Linked DNA regions of Rattus norvegicus: region 2 is linked to region 1. The links are chromatin contacts, called in public Hi-C maps. All regions are on one chromosome and are shown on one strand. The core of a region is the stretch at or near the end of the contact, and the rest is flanking DNA. Distances in the headings are between cores, read along the strand shown.

Region 1 (3,421 bases), core at 433-2,932:
AACCCCATAAACATGCTCAAACTTCGGCTGTTCCAACGACTCTCCCCAGACCAGCGAAAACTTGCCAACAAAACAGTCGCAATTTCCACAGGAAAAAGCCTAGTTATTTTAGTGCAGTTTAATTTTAAAAACAAATGGGAGAGTTTTACTCAGCATTTCCATTCTAACATTTTTTTTTCTTTTTGAAAGACTTTACTAAATAAATAAGCTCAGTCCGGCTTCGAACGCCTAATCCTCTACATCAATAGGCATGCGCCACCAAATACAAGCCAGTATTAATTTTATTTTCTGAACTGCAGTTGTTGCAACCCAAATAAAGCCCCAAGGGCTGTATTGCATTGGTCAGCATTCGAGCGCAATGGCACAGCCCAATTTCTAACGCGCAGGCAGGCTACCGTGGGACCAGCTGTGCAATCCAGACTCCCAGTCAACTGTCCTATCTCAGGCATTCTGAAACACAACCGAAAAACACCTAATACCAGCTGCCTTCAGAGCCACATCTACCTGGCAGCTTTTTGAGACTTTCGTTTCACCAACTTTACCTCAGGAGCGAGCCCGATCGCGCTTCCACTTACTCACACGCAGGCTCGTCCCGACTCGCTTCCACTCTGTGGCAAGTTCGCGGAAACTTTTCCACAGTATTCACCGCGTCCAGGACGCCGACACGTGAAGGCACGAGCCCAACACGGCCGCGCTGCCCAGTCACCCACGCCGTGCCCCTACCCGTCAAGGAGAACCTGAGGTCCCACCTCTTCCTGTCGCTCCCTCTCCCACATGTCCATTTATGTAAATCGGCACAGTGAATGACACCTAGGAACCAAACACCTCCCGCGGATCGCACTCACCGGCCTCCGGGGAGTCCTGAGCGGGCGGCGGCACGCCGGTGCCCACCGGGGACAGGTGCTGAGGCAGCTTCTTGGTCCACGGGTTCCCCTTTGGCAGCGGCGGCGGCTTGTCCTCGAGGCCGGCTGCCGCTGGGTCCTCACGGACGTCCTCCGGTGGGTCCCGAGGTGCTGGCGGCGGCGGCGGTGGCGGCGGCGGTGGTGGTGGCGGCGGCGGCGGCGGGGCCTCCCCGCCGAAGGGACCCCCGGGCGCACGCGCCTTGTGCGCCAGGTGCAGCGCCAGCGGCCTCACGGGCACGGCCGCTTGCGGCACGCTGTGTCCCAGCACGAGCGCCGGCGACGGCTCTCCCCGCGCCCCCGCGCTGGTGGCGGCCGCGGCCCGCTCCTCCCTCGCCTCTTTGCCCTCCCGCTCGCCGGGCGCCGGCTGCTCCGCCCGCCGGCTCGCCGCTGCCAACAGCGCGTCCCGGTCTCCGGCCACGGCGGGCGGGTCCTCCCGGGGGGCAGCGGCGGGCACCGGGGCGCGAGCGGACATGGCCGGCCCCTGGCCCCAGCCTCCTGCCCAGCCTGGGGCCGTCCGGGTCCAGGGAGCCCGGCCGCCCCTCTCTCCACACGGGGGCACCGACCCGCTTCGGTCCTGGGACGCGGAACCTGCCCGCCGAGGCGTGCAGCGCCCGGCGTGCCCGTCCTCCCCGCCCGCCGAGCGGAGCGCTAACCGCCCGCCGCCCGGCCTCGTCGCAGCGCACGGCTGGAGCTCGCCACACGCGCCGGGCGCGCCCGAGCCGCGAGCCCTCAGCGGGCGCGGGCGACGACGCGGCGCTCCAGCCAGTCTGAAGGATCTCTGGCGAGCCGCGGAGGCGCGCGCGGCCTTAGCCGGTAACTGCCCCAGAGGGCGGGGCGTGCAGAGGGCGAGGCAGTCGGGGGCGGGGCGTGCAGAGGGCGAGGAAGGCAACTGGGCGGGGCGTGCGGAGGGCGAGGAGGGCCAATGGGCGGGGTGGTCAAATAGGCGGGGCGTTTATAGGCCGAGGCGGGCCGATGGGCTGGGCGTGCGGAGGCGGAGGCGTCCAAGAGGCGGGGCGCGCAGAGGGCGAGGCGGGCCAATGGGCGGGGCGTGATAAAGGCAAGACAGCCAAGAGAATCAGCGTTCGGTAGGCGAGGTGCCCAAGGACCAGGGCGAGGGCCAGTCAGGGTGAGGGGCGGGGCGGGTAGAGGACGAGGCAGGGTAGGGGGCGGGCACCCTGGAGAGTGACATGCCTACTCACTGGCATCCCTAAACGCTGCGGGCGACCGCGGCCTGAGGAGTCTTCGCGAGTGCGGCGGGCGTGGTTTGATGAGGGCCCCGCCCTAGCGGCCAGCGAGGTTGAACCTGCACTCTTGGGGAGCACCCGACATCTGTGACCCAGGGACAAGGAGGACTCTCCTCCGGAACCGGGAGGATTAGAAAGCCCATATTGCGCTTCAGGTTCTTCAGGAGGGTGGGTCCTTAGGACCCGGGAAAAGTTTTCCGCTAACGCTGTGGACTCCGTAGGCACTCCTGATCCGCAGCCAAGTTCAGGTGAAGACTCAGCCGCGACATTAAGTGACATTAAGTGACAAGTGCACTTACTTGTCCGTCCTGATTCTAACCCACAGACAACGAAATGCTTGAGTTCTCTTGAGTAAAGCAAACACTTAACATTTCGCCACCTTTTTCATTTTTCACTTTTTCAATGACTTTTGATGTTTTCAAACTAGATGTTCGGTAGCACAAGTTGACCTCGATCTCGAGGTTGGCCGTGAGCTTTCTTTTCCCCTTGCTTTTGAGACAGCGTACTACTATAGTCCAGGCTGCCCTGGAAGCCATCGACTTAGACCAGTCTGGTTCTGAACTCAAAGGAATGCACCTGCCTCAGCCTTTTAAATGTTGGGATGACTACAGGCGTGAGTACTAGGCACCAGGCAGTCTTGAACTTTTTTTAAAGAATTCTTTTAGAGTTCCTAGGGCTGGTATTAAAGCTTAAGGACCACACCCAGTAGGCTTTGTACATTCAGTCTCTCCGTCTAGATGTCTTTTTTTAGATCTGCCTGCCTCTGCCTCCCAAATGCTGTGATTAAAGAAGTGCACTGCCTCACCCAGCATGAATTATTCTATTTTTAATTACAGGAATGTGAGTACGTGTGTGCATTTGTGTGTACAATTGTGCAGGTGCCCCAGATTACCGGAGGAATTGGATCACCCTTAGCTGGAGATACAGGCTGTTGTGAGCTGCCCAGCACCGTACTGGGGAGACCAAGTGGCAAGCGCTCTTAATCTTAAAGCCATCTCTCCAGCCCCTTAGCTTTGAATAATTGACTGAGTGAAAAAAGGAATACAGAGGGAAGGGCATAACTGCTCCCAGATACGGTGGAGTCTAGAGTTGACAGGACCAGATTGAGACTGAGCTGGGGCATGCAGGGAGTAGGGGAGCGGGTGGAAGAGGGGAGAAAAAGGGACAAACTGCAGAAGCCCGAAGGCCAAACGTACAAAAGGGACCTGCAACCAAATTGGTTGCATTATATAGGGAAGAGCAACCCAGTTGCCTGGGCTGGGAAGTTCAGTGTAG
Region 2 (3,421 bases), core at 589-3,088, 620 kb before region 1:
TAAAGACACTAACAGGTGTCACTAGCCATCAAAGAGAAAATACCAAACTCTTGTCAGAGAAGCAGGACAGTGAAGGTCACGTTGAGTGCCGCAGACCCCATTTGCTGTCCAACCTCCAGCAGGTGACTGCCTGCCTGCGTGTATAGTGGGAATCTCAGCAGTCCCCCAGGAGGTAAGAGAAAACCCTCCTCTGGAGAAAACTGCCTGGCTCCCCTGATTCCCGCTTCCCCCTTCACAGCTCCCTTGCCTGGCCCAGATGTCAACTCCAGTTTCTCAAACAGCTGTCAGATCTGGCCATAGCCCCGCTCCACACTCCCCTCCCACCATTCTCTGTTCTATATACCACTGCTCCATGACCTTCCCACAGCAGCAGCCACATTTCAGCCAGACAGCCCAAATCTACAGCAGTTTCAAGGCTGTGGCCCTCCTACCTCCTCGGGGCTAACCGAGAAGTCCCTACAGCAGCATGTCCATGCTTCTACTGACCACCTGAGAGGTCAGGCAGTCAGACAACCCTGCCTACCCAATGCATTTATCCCTGGGACCTGCCCACAAAGGGTCTTCCCAGACCACCTCTTTTGAGTTCCTACAAACCATTTCTACAGCACATCCAAAGAGCTGTACAACTGCCCTGGGTAACATCACACTGGAGCTGTTCGTAATGTCTGAGGCAACATGCCTAGAAAGCAGGCCGGCTTCCTTTCCCATCTCACAGCACAGCAAGCTTCCTGTCCAGGCTTCCAGAGTTTAATGTGCAATGTCAAACCAAAGCTAATGGGCTGCAGTGCAGGCACTGAGCTAGGTACAAAATTCCTCTCTGCCGTCGGAAGGGAGCGCTTCTCTCAGCAGTCTGTTAGCTCCTCAACAGACACTGTGTGACATTTATTTTGACTGCCAGGAAGCCAACGAACTCCTGGTTCTCAGCTACACTGTGAAAATCTGAGGTTTCCAGAGAGCTGAGCTGCAGACAGTGACGGTATTAAACTCCGTCCTGTGAAAGCAGGAAAGGGCAAGGACGCATGTGCCATCTATGAAGAACCTGGACTTGGTACCGTCACATCACGCTAGGTAGTCCTCCATCTGCCCTCAGAGCCCCGGGCAGGCTGAGCTAGTTAATCATTACCTGGCTTTGATTAAGTTCCCTCTTCATAGAGAGCAATGTGAGGTACCATAAACGCTGTCTAATGAAAGCAGACACACCAGTGGCTCTTGGAACTGAATTCTTCTCCCTGGATAACACGCAGGGAGCCTGCAGAAGGCCTGCCTGCAGTCAACCTTACCGGGAAAGACCTGCTTACAGCCCTGCAGTATCACACTCGGATGTGTTTCTCCAGGCCGTGCCTTTCTCTGACCTGATATGCAAAGGGCCTTAGCTATTTAAAGCATTATATTAAAAAATCATGTTTTCACACTGACCCAAGCCCTGGTAGGCTCCAAGAACAACAAAGCAGGACTTACTGCCATTGTCGTCAGAATCCTCACTGCTGCTGGGAAGGCGACCTCGTTTCATGATCTCCCCGGGAGACAGCAGACAGCCTGCAAAGCAATGAGACAGCACTTAACCCAAGATGGTAACATTCGATCATCAACTTGTGCTTCAGAGGGCAGCCAGGATGCTGCAAACAAAAGCAAACACAGGGCCTCAAGTAGCATTTGAATTGCAAACAGTGAAAAGACCAAAGGCACATAATTAGCTGAAATCATTAACAGACCAGGTTAAGAGTCAGTGGGGGCAGGGGTGGTAAAGTCACATGTGGGCAGGTCTCCCAGAGGTGTCACCCTTCCCTCCAGTTCCCAGATGTCACTAGCAGCTACTCCAGCAGTCTCTTCAGCCCTGGCAGCCACTACAGAAAACAATCCTTAGCAGTGAGCACTGCTCTCTCAGACAGACCCATGCTCTGTGCCTGTTGGGGGCAGGGAGCTCTGTGCCTACTGCTGTGTTTACAACACTGAACTGGCATGATTAGGCTTCCTTGGCAAGCCCTGCTAAAATGAGCCCCAAATTTTGCCAAAATGAGCTACTCAACAAGCTGTGGCTCTAGAAAGAACCAGTGGGGTGATGGGAAGACACCCATCTTCATCTGCCATCCCAACCCCTCGGAGGTGCACAGCTGGAGATAGAATGAACCATAGGCTTTGGGAACTCCAATTGTCAAAGGTCACACTAGACAGGGAACCCCTACTCCTTGTGACGCAAATCCTTTCTGGACAAGTAAGAACTAATAAAAAAAAAAAATCAGGTGGCACAAAAGCCCAGCCTACCTGGCCATCCCTCCCACACACCTCCATTAAGAAAGACACTGTCTTCAAAAGAGAGCAGTGGGCCAAAACTACACAGTTACTGAGCTGGTACAGACCAATCAACTGTGTTTCAACAAATCAAAAAAGCTTTTCTAAACTAAAATTATTGATTGCCTTGACATCTGTGTGGCCGAAATCTTACTGCCAGATCAATGACTCCCAAAGAAAAGGGGGAGTTTTCAAGCCAGCAGAACAGCAACCCTTCACCCCTCACCCCCATTCAACCAACCCTCCTTGCTGGGAATCACCACAAATGTAATGAGGTTTGTTTCCAGTGAATACAGAGCACAGGGAAGCAGTGAGGAGAGCCACGCCAGGGTAGTAATTAAAAAACCAAAGTTCCACTCTGAACAGATCTGTAAAAGGGAAGTCAAAAGAGGCAGAAAACACCAGACTACAGGAGAGTGAAATATGCCACTTAGGCCTGAGGGTTATTCTGAGTTGCCTTCTCCCTGCCGGATGAACAGCAGCAAGGCCTAAGTTTACCTTTTTTAAAGGAAATTTCCACTTAGGTGCTCCACAAAACAGCTCTTATTCATACTCAATCCTCAGTGACCATTAATCTCCCTGCATACTTCAAGGTCCTCTTCCCACAACTTGTTTCCCTCACACCTAACCTCCCCCCCCCACTTCTCCACCGCCTGCAGTAGTCCTTTTGCAATGTATTGCCCCTTTAAAGAGCAGCATGAGGGGCTGGAGAGAAGCCATGTGAGTAAGGTACTGAGCTCTGACACAGGACCAGAGCTCAGTTACCTGAACCCACCAGGGCCACTCACTATCATCTGTACTTCGGACTCCAGCCTCTGTGGGCACCTACACCCCCAAGCTAAAACACACACACACACACACACACACACACACACACACACACACACACACACACGTATGTACACACTACAACGTTTATATGCCTCTGTTCCTGTAACTTCTGTTAACAATTCACAGGCTACCACATCGGGACCCTGAACAGGGTATTTCAAGCCATAGGACTGGGTAGACTGGGTAGTATATGTTTCCCCCTTTGGAATAGACCCACATGATTCATTCGGAGATTCAGACTCCTGAACTTTAGTGTGGTATTTTATATGTCCCTACAGAGAAACTCACCCAATTCAAAGGC

The links. Hi-C and Micro-C count contacts between places; a contact is called where the count stands out from the background.
Region 2: a Hi-C map of hepatocytes shows a contact between it and region 1, with 1.7 times the contacts expected there. The contact joins the enhancer-like site here to the promoter of Larp1b in region 1. A contact is called at or near these places in 4 of 12 Hi-C or Micro-C datasets (Schwann cells, frontal cortex, hepatocytes and 1 more).

What each region holds. Positions count from the first base shown.
Region 1 is chr2:125,862,258-125,865,678 of GRCr8, reverse strand. Larp1b (La ribonucleoprotein 1B) reads right to left here and starts at 1,682. Exons shown (of 10, transcript NM_001415051.1): 1 at 846-1,682. The coding sequence starts at 1,374.
Region 2 is chr2:126,487,233-126,490,653 of GRCr8, reverse strand. Jade1 (jade family PHD finger 1) reads right to left here. Exons shown (of 11, transcript NM_001415052.1): 2 at 1,459-1,536. The coding sequence starts at 1,510. Among named protein-coding and RNA genes, the nearest start is that of Jade1, 18 kb to the right of the region's middle. Within about 2 kb of position 1,838, at least 43 of the 93 cell types and tissues checked have an H3K27ac peak or open chromatin away from gene starts, as enhancers often do. A contact at or near this core is called in Schwann cells, hepatocytes and liver, where this site is marked.